2 separate regions of the Mus musculus genome follow, and region 1 is linked to region 2. A link is a contact called in public Hi-C data. All regions are on one chromosome and are shown on one strand. The core of a region is the stretch at or near the end of the contact, and the rest is flanking DNA. Distances in the headings are between cores, read along the strand shown.

Region 1 (6,689 bases), core at 2,399-4,898, 200 kb before region 2:
CTCGGGACCATCAGATCAAGCCCCTGCTCTGAGGAAGCTCAACAGAAGAAGGAGGCCCTTTAACAACCATTTCCCCGGAAAGGCCAGCACTCCAGGGTACAATGGCATAGTCCCAGAGGCTCTGTATTCTTCTGGAAAGTCACCAGGGATCAAAGTCTGTGATGTCACTGCCGAGCCTTAAAAATGCAGCAGATGCCAATGCCTAGGACTAGAGGGACAGGGACCGGCAGATGACTCCAGACAGGCAACAAGGGGCTGCTACAGAACCCCATGCAGCATGCACCACGGAGGGATAGGTGGCAGGTGGATCATGACTGCCCTTGAGCTTGGAGCCCCATGTGTAGGTGAGCAGATGGGACAGGGTCCACCCACAGAGAACAGGACTGTGGGAATGGTGGTGGGTGCAGGTAGTGATGGCTAATTTGGTCTGGAAATGCCCGTGGACTGTCTACTGGGGCATGCCCAGTTAAGGTGAAGGATCTTGATGCATAGATAGAAATTTGGGGATCAAAACCTGGCCATGAAAACCGAACAGGAAAATAGGATTGCTGAACACAGAGATGACAGGCATCAACATTTATGAAGCAGGTTCTGGAAAGATGAGGGAGGCTCAGAGATGTGGTAGAGGCAGGAGGATGTCCCATCTGGAAGCCACGTCAGGAAAGAACATGGAGGAGGGAGAGGCCAGTGAGGAAGCAGGAGAATTCAGAGTGAGCAGAGCTTGGTAGCTAGCCGGGATCCAGGTCTCTCCTTCACTTCATATACAGCCTTAGACAAGGTGAGTGGCCTCTGAGCCTGGCTTGCCTCCATGAAGAAAAGTTACAGCCCTAGTGCCTACCTCCTAGGGTAACTGCCATCACGGAGCTCAGTGGACAAGGCTGCAGATCTGTGTGAATACCCTGGTGAGTTGTGAAGTCCTCAGGAAGTGGCCTGGACCCAGAGAGAACAAGACATCACTTGGTGAGGTTCCAGGGAGCAAAGGCTGAGCACTCCAGGACATAACAGAGGCCGAGAGGGTGGCCACAGGAGTCCTTAGGGAACAAAATCCCCCGCCATAGCTGCACTGTACATATAGTTGGGCAGTGCAGACATAGATACTTGCCACCACCCCAAGGGAATAAACCACTGAGTGAGGAGCTGAAGGATAGATACACGGAAGAACTGCCAGGAAGAGGGAGCAACCTGAGTGGAGGCCTAGTGAGAGAGAAGGCTGGCTGTTACAGGGACCAGAAGGTCCCTGCCGCCCTCAGGTGCCAAGCTCAAGGGTAACCGATCCCAGGAATGGACAGCAACCACAGGTACGGCCCGCACTGAACATCACAAACACGAGAATGTGATCATTAGGTGATTATGTTTTTAAGGCCCAAATTGTTTCACTTGTTTCCCTGCCAGCTTTCATTGGGCCATCAGTCATTCCGCACACAGATAACATTTCTTATGTACATTGACAGAATAAATTACATGGTCCTCATCCAGCAAATCAACGTTACAGGGGAACATTATCTTCTGCACGGCGGTGCCTGGGCACACCATAAATCCTAACCAGGTTTATTACATCTGTCTTGTCATACACTCATTTTATTGAGAAGTAAGGTTTTTTTTCCAGATTAATAATCACATTAATAGATGAGATTCTTTTTGGAGAATTGTTTTCTTGGGGGGAGCCTAAGGAAGAGCGGTCTGGCTTCTGAGCAGTTGTCCCACGGAAGGCTGACCTTGTCATCCTGACAGTGTCCTTCAGAACTGGGAACCAGGAATTCCTCCTGACTCACTGGGAGGACTCTAGGTCAGCCATTGATTCCCCCCCCCCCCAACCCCATGCCATTTCCCAGATCTTTCTAAATGTCAAATTCTAAAGCTTTCAATGTGGTGTCAAAGATGTATCATTACACTGAACCAATCCAATGAATGTTTGATAGGCAACTATCATGCAAACCAGTGAGAGAACTGACTCACAGAAGACTGAGAGCAAGTTTTCCTGAGTCAGGCTTTCTGCCTCCCTGCCTGCCTGCCTGCCTGCCTGCCTGCCTGCCTGCCTGCCTGCCCTATAGATGGCTTGCTAGCTCTGCACTTCTTTTTCATTTTTGTGTTAAATGATCTGATTGGACCAGACCGAGGTTGGAAAACTACAGCTGGCTTGCAAGGTAAATCCAGCTATGGCATGATTTAGGAAGTGAGACTGTAGCACAGCCCAGCCCATTTGTGAAGCCGAGATGTGTGGCTGTGAAGAAGACTCTACCCTGCAAAGCCTATCATATTTAATCCCCAGACCTCTATAGCAAATATTTGCTGGCCTCTGATCCAGATAAACTCTAGGTGAACGAGTTTTGAGCAAAGCTATAGGATGGCACTCAAGTGCACACTGTGGTATTGATTGGAGCCCACTGTGTCAAATTCATTCCTGGAAACACCTTATTTCATTCTTGCAAGGTCTCAGTGGCAAGAGTCTACCCTGGAGGTTCTAGCGCCCATCCACAGGCAAAGACAAGGTGGGAACTCTGCTCCTGTTTGGCACCAATTTATTACATCTCTGGACACTGTGCCGGATCAAGATGCTAATTGGTGAGTGCCAGGGAAACAGGGATACCTCTCAGGGGACCCATCGTTTGGCATGTAGAATGCTGAAGAGCAGAGAGAAAGAGGAAAAATGAAGACGAGAAAGGGTATGCTGTGTTTAACCTTGCTGGACCTGGTGAGAATGTGATCCCACTGTCTACTGCCCTGTCTCACAGTGGGCGTTTTCTCTCTTAAGCCTTATTTGCCAAACTCTACAGTTAGTTGGTTCTACAGTTGGTTCCGATTCAACAGATGGAGGAGCAAAGTCCAGAGTGACAGATGCCAGACCCAAGGCACACGATGGATAAGCAGTATTCCCTCTTTGTGTGTGTCTGCAGTGAATTCTTTCAGCTACAGACTGGCTGTCCTGGGCTGAGAGAGAGAGAGATGAATGGTGGGATGCTTTGGGGCTTGGTATCAGATCCACCCATGGGTACCAGAGTGTCTGAAATCCAAGAGAAGACAAACCCTGGGCAGGTAGGAGTGTCAAAGTTCCTGCCCTAAGCTGTCGGGATCATCTCTTGGCCCTTTCCTGATGCAGTCAGCCACCTGCCTGAACAAAGCAGTCCTCTCAGCCAGAGAAAGAGCTAAGGACACACACACACACACACACACACACACACGCACACGCACACGCACACACACACACACACACACACACACGCACGCACGCGCGCACACACACACATACCCCATACCTCACACCCCCATCCAGCCCTACTCTGTGGGTTCCTCCCACACAGCTCTCCTGTCCCCTCCCACAGGGTTCTCCAGATCCTTCCCACCTGACTCTTCTGGCCCTTCACAGGGCCTTCCTGATTTCTAGTCCCTCAGTGCCTGCTCTCTGTCCTCACAGAGACATCTCACAGATCACCAGACAGCCCCGCCCCAACCCCCTGCATAGCCTAACTCCTCTTTTTTTCCTGGAAGCCTGTTCCTCAGACCAACCAAGGCAGCCCCATCCTCACAGAAGCTTGGCAGCCAGCACCGACGTAAGCCTGGACACATTTCTCTCTCTCCTTCAACATCTAATCTATTAGCTTTCAAACTCGTAACTGGATCCCATCGCTTCCTCTCACTTCTGCTGCTACCAACCTGGCCCTAGGCCACCGTCAGCTCTGACTCCAGCTGGTCGGCCTGCCTGTCTCACTGCTGACACCAGGCAAGAGGATCTGTGGGAAAGGCTGCTTGTTTGTTCAAAATGTGTCAACCCCTCATTTTCTACTAGGCTAGAACCAAACTGCACGATGATCAAAAATGTCCCCACGGCCCTGCTACCACAGCCCCAGCCACAGAGCTCTCCTCTCTCTCCCCCACCACCTTGCTGGGTCCCAGAGCCCGTAACCTCCCTCTCAGCCTCAGGAGAAACATGACCCCTAGCTGACATCCTGAACCACCTTGCAGCCTAGACCCTCTGGGCCTTCCCAGCCAGGCGTGCTCTTCAGTAGGATATCCAGGGACCCTGGCAGGTTTGCTGCAAAATCCACAACCTCGGTGAATCGTGCCCCAAATTCCAACTTGTATTTCACGTTCTCCGTTCCCACTTCCCTGCCTGATTTTCCTCCTTATTGGTGGCTCTCGGCTTGCTCACTGGTCCACTATCAGTTTGGCTGCTCACTAAGATGTAAGCTTTACACAGGTGGGATTTTTCATCTGTTTAACTCATGGCTTTATTTCAGGAACCAGTTCATAGCCCCCGACATGTAGTATGCACTCAGTATGAAATTGCTATGCGAAGGTTTAAGAACTTATTTATTTATGTGTGTGTGTCCATATGAGTATGAGGGTCATGGGCACAGATGTACATGTCTGAGCCTGCACACAGACACCGGTAGAGGCACCAGGTGTCCTTTCATTATTCCCCACTGGTCCAGGGTCTCTTCTTGAACCCGAAGCTTAGGTCTCAGCCAGGCTGGAGGTTGGCAAGCACCATGAGTCCTCCTGTCTCCACCCACTAGCTAGGCACTGTGGTTATAGGCATTGGTGGAGAATGTCCAGCTCAGAACCGAACTCTAGTTCTCAAGATTAACGGAGCAAGCACTCTAAACTGTTGAGCCAGCTCTCTAGCCCCTACATAAAGGTCTAACCCATTTTTATGCTGTTCCTCTACATGGAAAGAGAGGCTATTTGATCAAACTCTGCACACATCCCACCATTTCTTCCTCATATGTGAAAGGCAGGTGATGCTGGTCCCTTACTCACAGGTATTGTTAGGAATGATTGACAGCCCAGAATAAGGCCAACGAAATGGGATGTGCCTGGCTTTGTCTGCAGAGTCTGACTTACACAGCTGGACCACAAGCTAAGTTCCCTTGAGTGTGAGACTGAAAGCAAGGTGAAGGAGCTTGGCTTTATCACTCACTGACAATGACTCTTAGGAAAGATCCTATTTCTCCTGGTACCCAGGTTACCTATCTGGAAGGTGGCTACAGTTGAACTGAGTGTGGCATTGTTTTAGGACAACTGAAGGAGATAAAGGCCAAGGATGCTCGGCCTGAGACTTAGACCATTTGCATGCAGGTAATGTTGAGGCTAACGAAGAAGAAACTTACCCAAGAGTACACCTGGGAAAGAGGCCCTGGTCTGGGCTTGCCTTCTCTGCTCCCTGGCCTCCTAGTGGTTCAGAGCAGCCCAGGCCTGAGCAGGTAATATGTGTAATAGTCTGTCTGTCTCTCTCTGGTTTTTTTCATCTCTTTTTAGCATGAAAACCTGCCCTAGCGCCTCTCATTATCCACTTCATCAGTCTCAAACCGTCAGCTAATTGCACTCCCCAGTGGCCCCTCCCTCTTGCCTCTTCATAGAGCTCAACAGAGCACAGCTGCCTCCATATTTGGGGCTCCACTGGGGAATTACAAACAAAATGAAGCTGGCAGTGCCCTAGTGCCTTCCCTAGGCTCCTTTTCTCCACTGACCCTGTTTGTATCTACGTCCCCACCCCCAGGGGTGTGGATGCAGGACAGCCCAGGAAGAAGGGCTGCCTGGAGATGCAAGATTCCGTGGCTGGCTGATGGTTGCTAAGTCTGTAGCCCTTGCAAAAGTGAAACTCAGGAGGTTTGTTTGACCCTCACTCTGCCTCTCTGCAAGAGATCACTTTCCAGAGCTCAGTTCAGATTATGGCCAGGAACACAACAGAGGTCTCACCAGAGAAGAGGAGAGATTGGCTCCTGGGACAGCGGGGATTTTGGGTGTGGGCTACAGCACAGTTAGAAGACTTGGGTGGAACACTTGGGTCTGCGTATCCCGTATCCCAGCTGATGCTTAGTCATGCACGGGGCAAGGCTGGGCGGCTTCTCTAGAGTGCCTGGTGGGAGAGCCGAGCTGCAGTATTAGAAATCACACAGTTCTGAGTGATGGTGGTGCCATAGAAGAGGGGAGAGCTTACTGAACACCTGCATTCAGCAGAGACACCCGAGGGGAAACCCCTCTGCACCCACCTATAAAGCCCCAAACCAACCCATGACAGAACCAAGCTGACTCATTAATGAATTGCTGTCCAGAGAGAAAAATCCTCTTCAAAATAAGTCAACAGAACTCTAGATCCCAAGGCTGTATCTGCGCTATCCAGCATATACTTTTTGAAGTTTTTTTTTTAATACAAATCATTGTGGGGTTGTACTGATATCTAGGACCCCAGCACTCAGGAGGCTGAAACAAGAACTTGAATTTGAAGCTAGCCTGAGCTACATAGCAAGACCCTATCTCAAAAACAAAATTAAAACACAAAGCAGCACAATAGAATCCATAACCAAGAAAAAAAATCAAAAGAAAGAGACCTAGAGATGACGACAGAGGTGTAGGACACAGAAGTAAAATACTTCAAAGCATTTCCTGGAAATATGCCCAAAGATTGAAGGAAGAATATATATGCTGTGAATGAACCAATGGGAAGCCCAAAGGGGAAAATGGAATGTGTAAAAAAAAAAAAGAATCAGATAGGAATGATAAATGGAAACAGAAAAAATTAATATTAAACAGGAAGCTAAAAAAAAAAGTTTGGTGAGTTGGAAAACAGAGCCCTTGAAATCATGACAACTGAAGGTCCTAGGAGAAACTCTAATGCTTATAGTACGGATAGAATTGAAACCCACAAAAGAGAGATGGGTGCAAAAATTTTTCTTGAGGAACTATCAGAA
Region 2 (6,166 bases), core at 1,373-3,872:
CACCAACCAACCTTCCTTCTTACTTCCAGGACAAGCTCACAGGCAGAGCCCTGCTAGCCTCTCCTCTCATCCCCCGGGGACAGTATAGTTAAAACAGCATCAGGACCGAGCCCAGCTCACCCCATCCACGCAGCCTGAGACTGGCTGGAGCCTTGGAGAGGGCTACCCTTGAATGCAAAAACTTGATTGTAATGCTGAAGCCTTGAGCCAGCCTTAGGAGTGCCCTACCCAGCAGGCTGCCCGCATGCGCACAGTGGGATGTACCTGATTCACCACGTGACAGAAAACAATGGAGCACCTGACTCACCTACACTGACATTCCCATTAGCCCAGCACACACATGAATGCACCTCCCCCCCTCCAAAAGAAGCGTTTCTCACCCAAATTCATCTAAAACCACCCAACACCCAGGTGCCACATGTTCAGTCCAGCACATGCCCCCACGCCAAGCCACATTTCCTGCACCACCATACAACACAACAAACATCAGATAATGCGTTACACAGACTCAGTGCACCCTCACCCTCACCCCTATAAAGCGGCCTGCCTCAAAGCTTATGGACAGGTGAGCTCAGACCCTCCCCCATGTGGCCTGGTGCTGAGGTCCCATCCCAAGCCACATGTCCAGGGTGTGGGGTCTGCACGTGCCTCACAGAAAGGCACATTGGCTTCTCTCACAGAAAGAACCAACATCCTCAACCCAGACCATGCCCAACAGGGTCCTGTCTGTGGACATGCTGTCTGTGGACATGCTGTCTGTGGACATGGCTGTGTAAGCTACCTCCATTCTAAATGAAGGTCAAAGCTGTGTTAGTTATGTTTCTCCTTGCTAGACTAACACACCTCACCAGCAGCAACTTACAGGACGCAGGGGTTATCCTTGCATACTGTAAGGGGTCATGTCCCATTATGGTGGCTAGGCCATGAAGTGGCTGGTCACATGATATTCAAAATCATGATGCAAAGAGATTTGTGCGGCCCAGATTGCCTTCTCTGTAACTATGTGACCGTGTGATGGCTGGACCATGTGCATATGGTCTCATGGGCCAGAAAAAAAAAAAAATGGTAGTGGGCTCCCCGAAGCTAGGAGTACAGGCTGTTATGGGCTGTTCCGTGTGGGTGCTAGAAAAGAAACCCAGGTTGTCTACAAGAACAGTGTGCTTTCTTAACCAATGGGCCATGTCTCCAGCCCAACTACACACACACACACACACATTCAGGGAGGACCTTCCCTGCTCAGTGAACACCCTTCCAGACACACCCAAAAGTGTGTCTCCTATGTGATTCCACTTCCCACCACGGTGACAATAAAGATGGCTCACTCTTCATCGGGTCTGAACTCTCGTCTCAAAGAGAATCAAATAAAACAACCAACCAGTAAGCACACACACCATTTTCACCAACAGAACTGGTCTGTCCAGGAGTTCTCTGTCCCCATCCAGCGTTAGGACCTCCCATATCCTTTTCAACATGGTGGGCCTGACCTGCTGGGTGGGTATCCAGTGCCCAGTGCCAGCTGCATCCGCTATGAGGAGGTTGCTACTAGCAAGGCCAGCTGCCAACCTGGAGCCTGGCTGAAAGAATCCGGCCCCAAGGGTTGTGGGTTTTTCTAAGCCCACACTTGACTCTGTCCGCACAGATCCAGTCTGTGTGTGTGGTCTGTGGGGAGGCTGCACCAGGGAGGCGTATCGATCAGGCTGGTCGGGAGAAGAAAGGAAAAAGACCTTCAAACAGCAAAGCTTCACGCCTGCAGAGGCTTGAAAAGACCCATGGAAACGGGGCATGCAGGTTTCCACCCCTGAGGTAGCCACACACTGTGGGTCGTGTGAGCCAGGGAAAAAGCACAGCTCTCTCTCTCTCTCTCTCTCTCTCTCTGTGTGTGTGTGTGTGTGTGTGTGTGTGTGTGCACGCGCGCACGTGCGCACACACCCGTATTTGTACAGGAGTTGTTTAGCAGCTCTTGAGTATGAATAACTCTCCTATACCAGCATGCATATGTAGCACCTGTACTGGCCAGAGAAATGTGTGTGCAGGCACGTAGTCACCCTGAACTCTCAAAGCATGCCTGTGCACACATGCTCAAGAACGCATGTATTCTACCTACCTGCCCTCTGAGAACTTCCCCCTCCGAGGGTGGGAGCAAGCACCTTTGTCCACTGTCAATTTTGTCACCTCTCACCCTTGAAACCAACCCTAACCAAAGGAACTCCCAGGACTGTCCCCCCCATCCGGGACTTCCCTCTCAGGAAGAAAAAGGTAGCCAGGACTGTGTTTATTCAATCTCAGATCCTGGCGACCAGATCTGCTAAGTATGTCAGAGGAGATTTTTTTGTAATTGCGGTTCCTGGGCCCCGCCCCCAGAGACTAATTGACAGCAATCTGAGGAAGGCACAGGCTCTGGAGATTTTTAGCACTGCGGGAGTGATTTTAACATGGTCCCAGGACTGAGAATGACTAAAGGCCCCTGCTCTTGTGGGCGTCCTTGCGCTCTAGCGGGACTGTTCCTGAGATGTGACGGTGGCGCTCCAGTCTGAAAACCTGAACACCGGCGTCTGAGCTCTCCTGCCTAGACTCTTCCCTAGGTAGGAGCTCAGCAAAGCTGACACACATCCACGCGCCGCGGCTGCCCCCTTCTGGACGGAGCCTGCAGCGCTCAGCTGCTGCGTGACCTGCAAGCTGGGTGCTACAGTCCCTTAGGGAAGGCCTTAGTAGGGCTTTGGTGGCATGCCCAGCTACTCAGGAGCTGAGACAGGAGGATTACTTGAGCCCAGGAATTGTGAGGCCAACTTGGGTAACATAGGGAGATGTTTTTTGTTTTTTGGTTTTTTTTTTTTTTGAAGAGACCAGCTGGGCACTAGAGCTCCTGCCTGTAACCCCAGCACTTAGGAGAGGAACAGAGAATCCAGGAGTTAAGGGGCCAACAAGGACTTCATAGTGAGTTCCAAGTCACCTAAAAAAAAAAAAACTGTCTTCAAAACAAAGGTCTAGGCCCAGCCTAGTGGCCTACTCAGGAGCAGGGGCAGGCAGACCTCTGTGAATTTGAGGCCAGCCTGTTCTACATAATGAGTTCCAAGACAGCCAAGGCTATAGAGTGAGATCCTGCCTTGCAAAACAAAACTTAAGCTGGGCAGTGGTGGTGCATGCCTTTAATCCCAGCACTTGGGAAGCAGAGGCAGGTGGATCTCGGTGTTCAAGGCCAGCCTGGTCTATAGAGTGAGTTCTAGCCAGGCTATACAGAGAAAGCCTGTCAAAAAAACAAAACAAAACAAAATAACAAAAACAAACAAACAAACACACCCTTTTTAAACAAAGGTAGGGGGGACTTCACACCTCTGCACCCTTCAGCCAATTGTGGTCTCCCCAGCCTTCCAGAAAGTCCTCTCCACCAGCCACCATCCTCCTCATGCCTTCCCTTCCTGATGTACCCAGTCCCTATACTAAGTCTCCCCTGTCACACTGGAAGTCCCCAGGGCAAAGGGAACAGGCCTGGGGTCCGCAGGGGCCTGTAGAATACAGGAAGCCTTCTCCAGTGGCTCCCTACCACTCTGGCTCTGTGTGAGCCAAGGCAGAGCTTCTCGCTCATACTCAAGCCCTGGGGCAAGGGGATCCTCCGTAAACTGCCAGGGGCACTCATCACGCTAGATGCCAGGTACACATTTTGTTCCGAGCATTTCACTAGTAATAAATCCCTTCATTTGTACCTAATTATCCTTATTTTGTTTTAGAATCTAGAAAACCAAGGCCCAGAGAGGTTCAGTGAGACCCAAAGAAACACACAGCGGGGTCAACTCAGAGCTGAGACTCAACCCGAGGGTTGGCTCAGGAAACCATACTTTTAACCACCCTTCCTTCTTAGGGGAGGAGAACCATTGGAGATCTATGTCCCCACTGGCCCAGGCTGGCTCCCCAATCCCTTCCCAGCAGAAATCGGCCTGGAGTCTCTGCCCGGCTGGCAGCTCAGGGGCTGTGTCGTCTCTTGCTTCCTTCTTAATTTTTCTGACAAGAGCAGCTGCCACGGCAGCTGACAGCCAGCCTGTCGGATGGAATGGGAAGGCGGGCCCAGACCTCGTTTGTCTGGTGGAAAAATGGATTTGGACAAGGGGACGGCTGAGCTTCAGGAGACAGGGGAGCACCCATGGGTGACCGGTACAGATGGGATCCCAGAAGGCTGGGGTGGGTACAGGCACGGGGCAGGAAGCCCTGGATGCTGGTGGAGGTCTGCGTAAGCCCCGCCCCCTGGATGCCGGAGAAAGCCTCGCTCCATCAGCTTCCCTTCCCCTCTCCCCATCTCCCTTCCCTCCAGTCTCTAATCAACTTCCTGGCACTGGGCCTGCATCAGTTTCTGGGGACAGAAGGCCGAGACAGGTCCATCACTGTCCTCAAGGACATCCAGGCTAGGGAAACTGCCAGGGAGACTCAACGATCCTGCAATGGTGCAGACACTCAAGGCCATCTGTTGGGGAGTAGCCTTTACCACGGACGATCCATGCCAACCACTCGGGCACCTATATCCTTCCTTCCCCCTTATGGTGTGGTGCTAACGTTCTTGCTTCCACAGTGTTTGAGCGCTTAAATGAATTAACCCGTGTGGTACACTGTAAAGTAGCACCTGGCCTATGACCAGTGCCTTCTCCCATTCACATCACCCAGGAGCAGACAATGCTATCTCCAGGGACCCTGCCCCCACCCGACTCCCCTTATTCATTTGTCCCACCTTAGACTCAGACCCTGAAGAACCCCTGAGGTCTAAGCTCCAGCCTACCTGAAACAAGGCCCTCTTTACCATTCACAGCAGATGAGAGAGTCACCACGTGTGATATGGCCACACTGTTCAGGTCCCTTCTGTCTGAGCTCACCCTAGTAGGGCAAAGGGCTTAGAAGAGGTAAGATTTCTTCTTGGGGTGAGTCAGCTTTTTGCCCCATGCCTGGTGTGTCAGCCTCACCAGTCATTCAAGTCTGGAGTGCAAGAAGCAAGCTCTACCACAGAAAGTTGCTCTAACTATGCTTGGACAGTTCCTCCTTAGAGCAGGCCTCTGTCTCTCCAGCTACTGTGCCAGCTATGGAGCAGAGGCACTCCAGGGGCGATCTGTAAGTATTTCTTTCATTCAGACCCAGGCCTGCAGCCCACAGCTCCAAAAGGGCAAAGGCACAATGCCCAGTGTTGTAGAACAATTTCCACCCGAGACTGAAACATTCCTACCTGCAGGGAAGCTCCTTAAGCCAGAAGGTACACAACTCAAAATAGCTTCAGGAAGACCCTGAAACTTATCAGATTCACTAGGCCCCTCCCTCCCAGCCTGAGTAAGAAACTATAGATTCCCACTCACACACAAGCCAAGCTGTAACAAAGGACAGACCAGACCAGCTGCCTGGAAGAGGCATGTATCAACTGATCCACCTGGAAAGGAAACTGTCTAACCTACCGAGCTGCCTGTAGGCTGTGCAGTGTGCTCTGGGTCCCCAGCTTTGTTAGCTGTCACCCACACTGGGCTGAGCTTTGGTGAATCAGCTGTCTTTTCGTTATTTCTGTTCCTGTGAGTAACCTCTCACCCACATTCCTGTAAGTAACCCCAATAAAGTTTATTGGTGCACCAAGTTGGACTTTGATGGTGTCTGTACTTTGGTGTCTCATGGGCTCCCTATCTGGGGTGAGTAGATGTGTATGCTGTGTTCCCCGGGAAAGGTTTTGTCTCACAATACCCAGCAGTCAGGCATATGTCTAGCCTTAGTAGGTCCTTCAGAGATGAGTTCACATCTGTGGGTTTTATGTATTGAGTGTGAGGTGTAAGGTGGGGAGTAACTGTGTTTGGTTCTCTGTGTTTTGCACAGTTCAGCTCTCATGTCTCCAAAAAACATGGTTGGGCCCTGGACCACGGCAGCTAGCTCAGTACCTTGTGATCATGGTTGGTATCAGCTGGGACAGCCACTTCACAGTGTGCTCTGCCTGCATGCCTGCACTTACTAGCCACATGAGGCGTCTTGACCCTTTCTCAAGCCACACACAGGCGCACACTGAGTCCGGCAGAGAGAAGAAGCAGGAAGCAGGGGAGAGGGCAGAAGGGGTGGAATGGGGGGGTGACTTCTTGCTTCTCTGCCTTTTCAGGCTGTTGCTGGCCCAAGCTCACAGTGACAGTGCAGCCGGCTCTTCCTGAACACCATGATTCGT

What was found. Hi-C and Micro-C count contacts between places; a contact is called where the count stands out from the background.
Region 1: a Hi-C map of cerebral cortex shows a contact between it and region 2, with 4 times the contacts expected there. The contact joins two enhancer-like sites. A contact is called at or near these places in 1 of 15 datasets of contacts at CTCF or cohesin (embryonic stem cells), 2 of 484 Hi-C or Micro-C datasets (cerebral cortex and female germline stem cell-derived STRA8 germ cells), 1 of 115 datasets of contacts at active chromatin or transcription factors (embryonic stem cells) and 1 of 9 other capture datasets (embryonic stem cells).

Annotation. Positions count from the first base shown.
Region 1 is chr4:125,353,605-125,360,293 of GRCm38.p6, reverse strand. No RefSeq gene overlaps it. Among named protein-coding and RNA genes, the nearest start is that of Gm40247, 25 kb to the left of the region's middle. Within about 2 kb of position 3,648, at least 11 of the 459 cell types and tissues checked have an H3K27ac peak or open chromatin away from gene starts, as enhancers often do. A contact at or near this core is called in cerebral cortex, where this site is marked.
Region 2 is chr4:125,156,972-125,163,137 of GRCm38.p6, reverse strand. The region is part of intron 2 of Gm32611 (a long non-coding RNA gene); the gene reads right to left. All of the region lies in intron 2 of Gm40245 (a long non-coding RNA gene), which reads right to left. Among named protein-coding and RNA genes, the nearest start is that of Gm40245, 10 kb to the right of the region's middle. Within about 2 kb of position 2,622, at least 20 of the 459 cell types and tissues checked have an H3K27ac peak or open chromatin away from gene starts, as enhancers often do. A contact at or near this core is called in cerebral cortex, where this site is marked.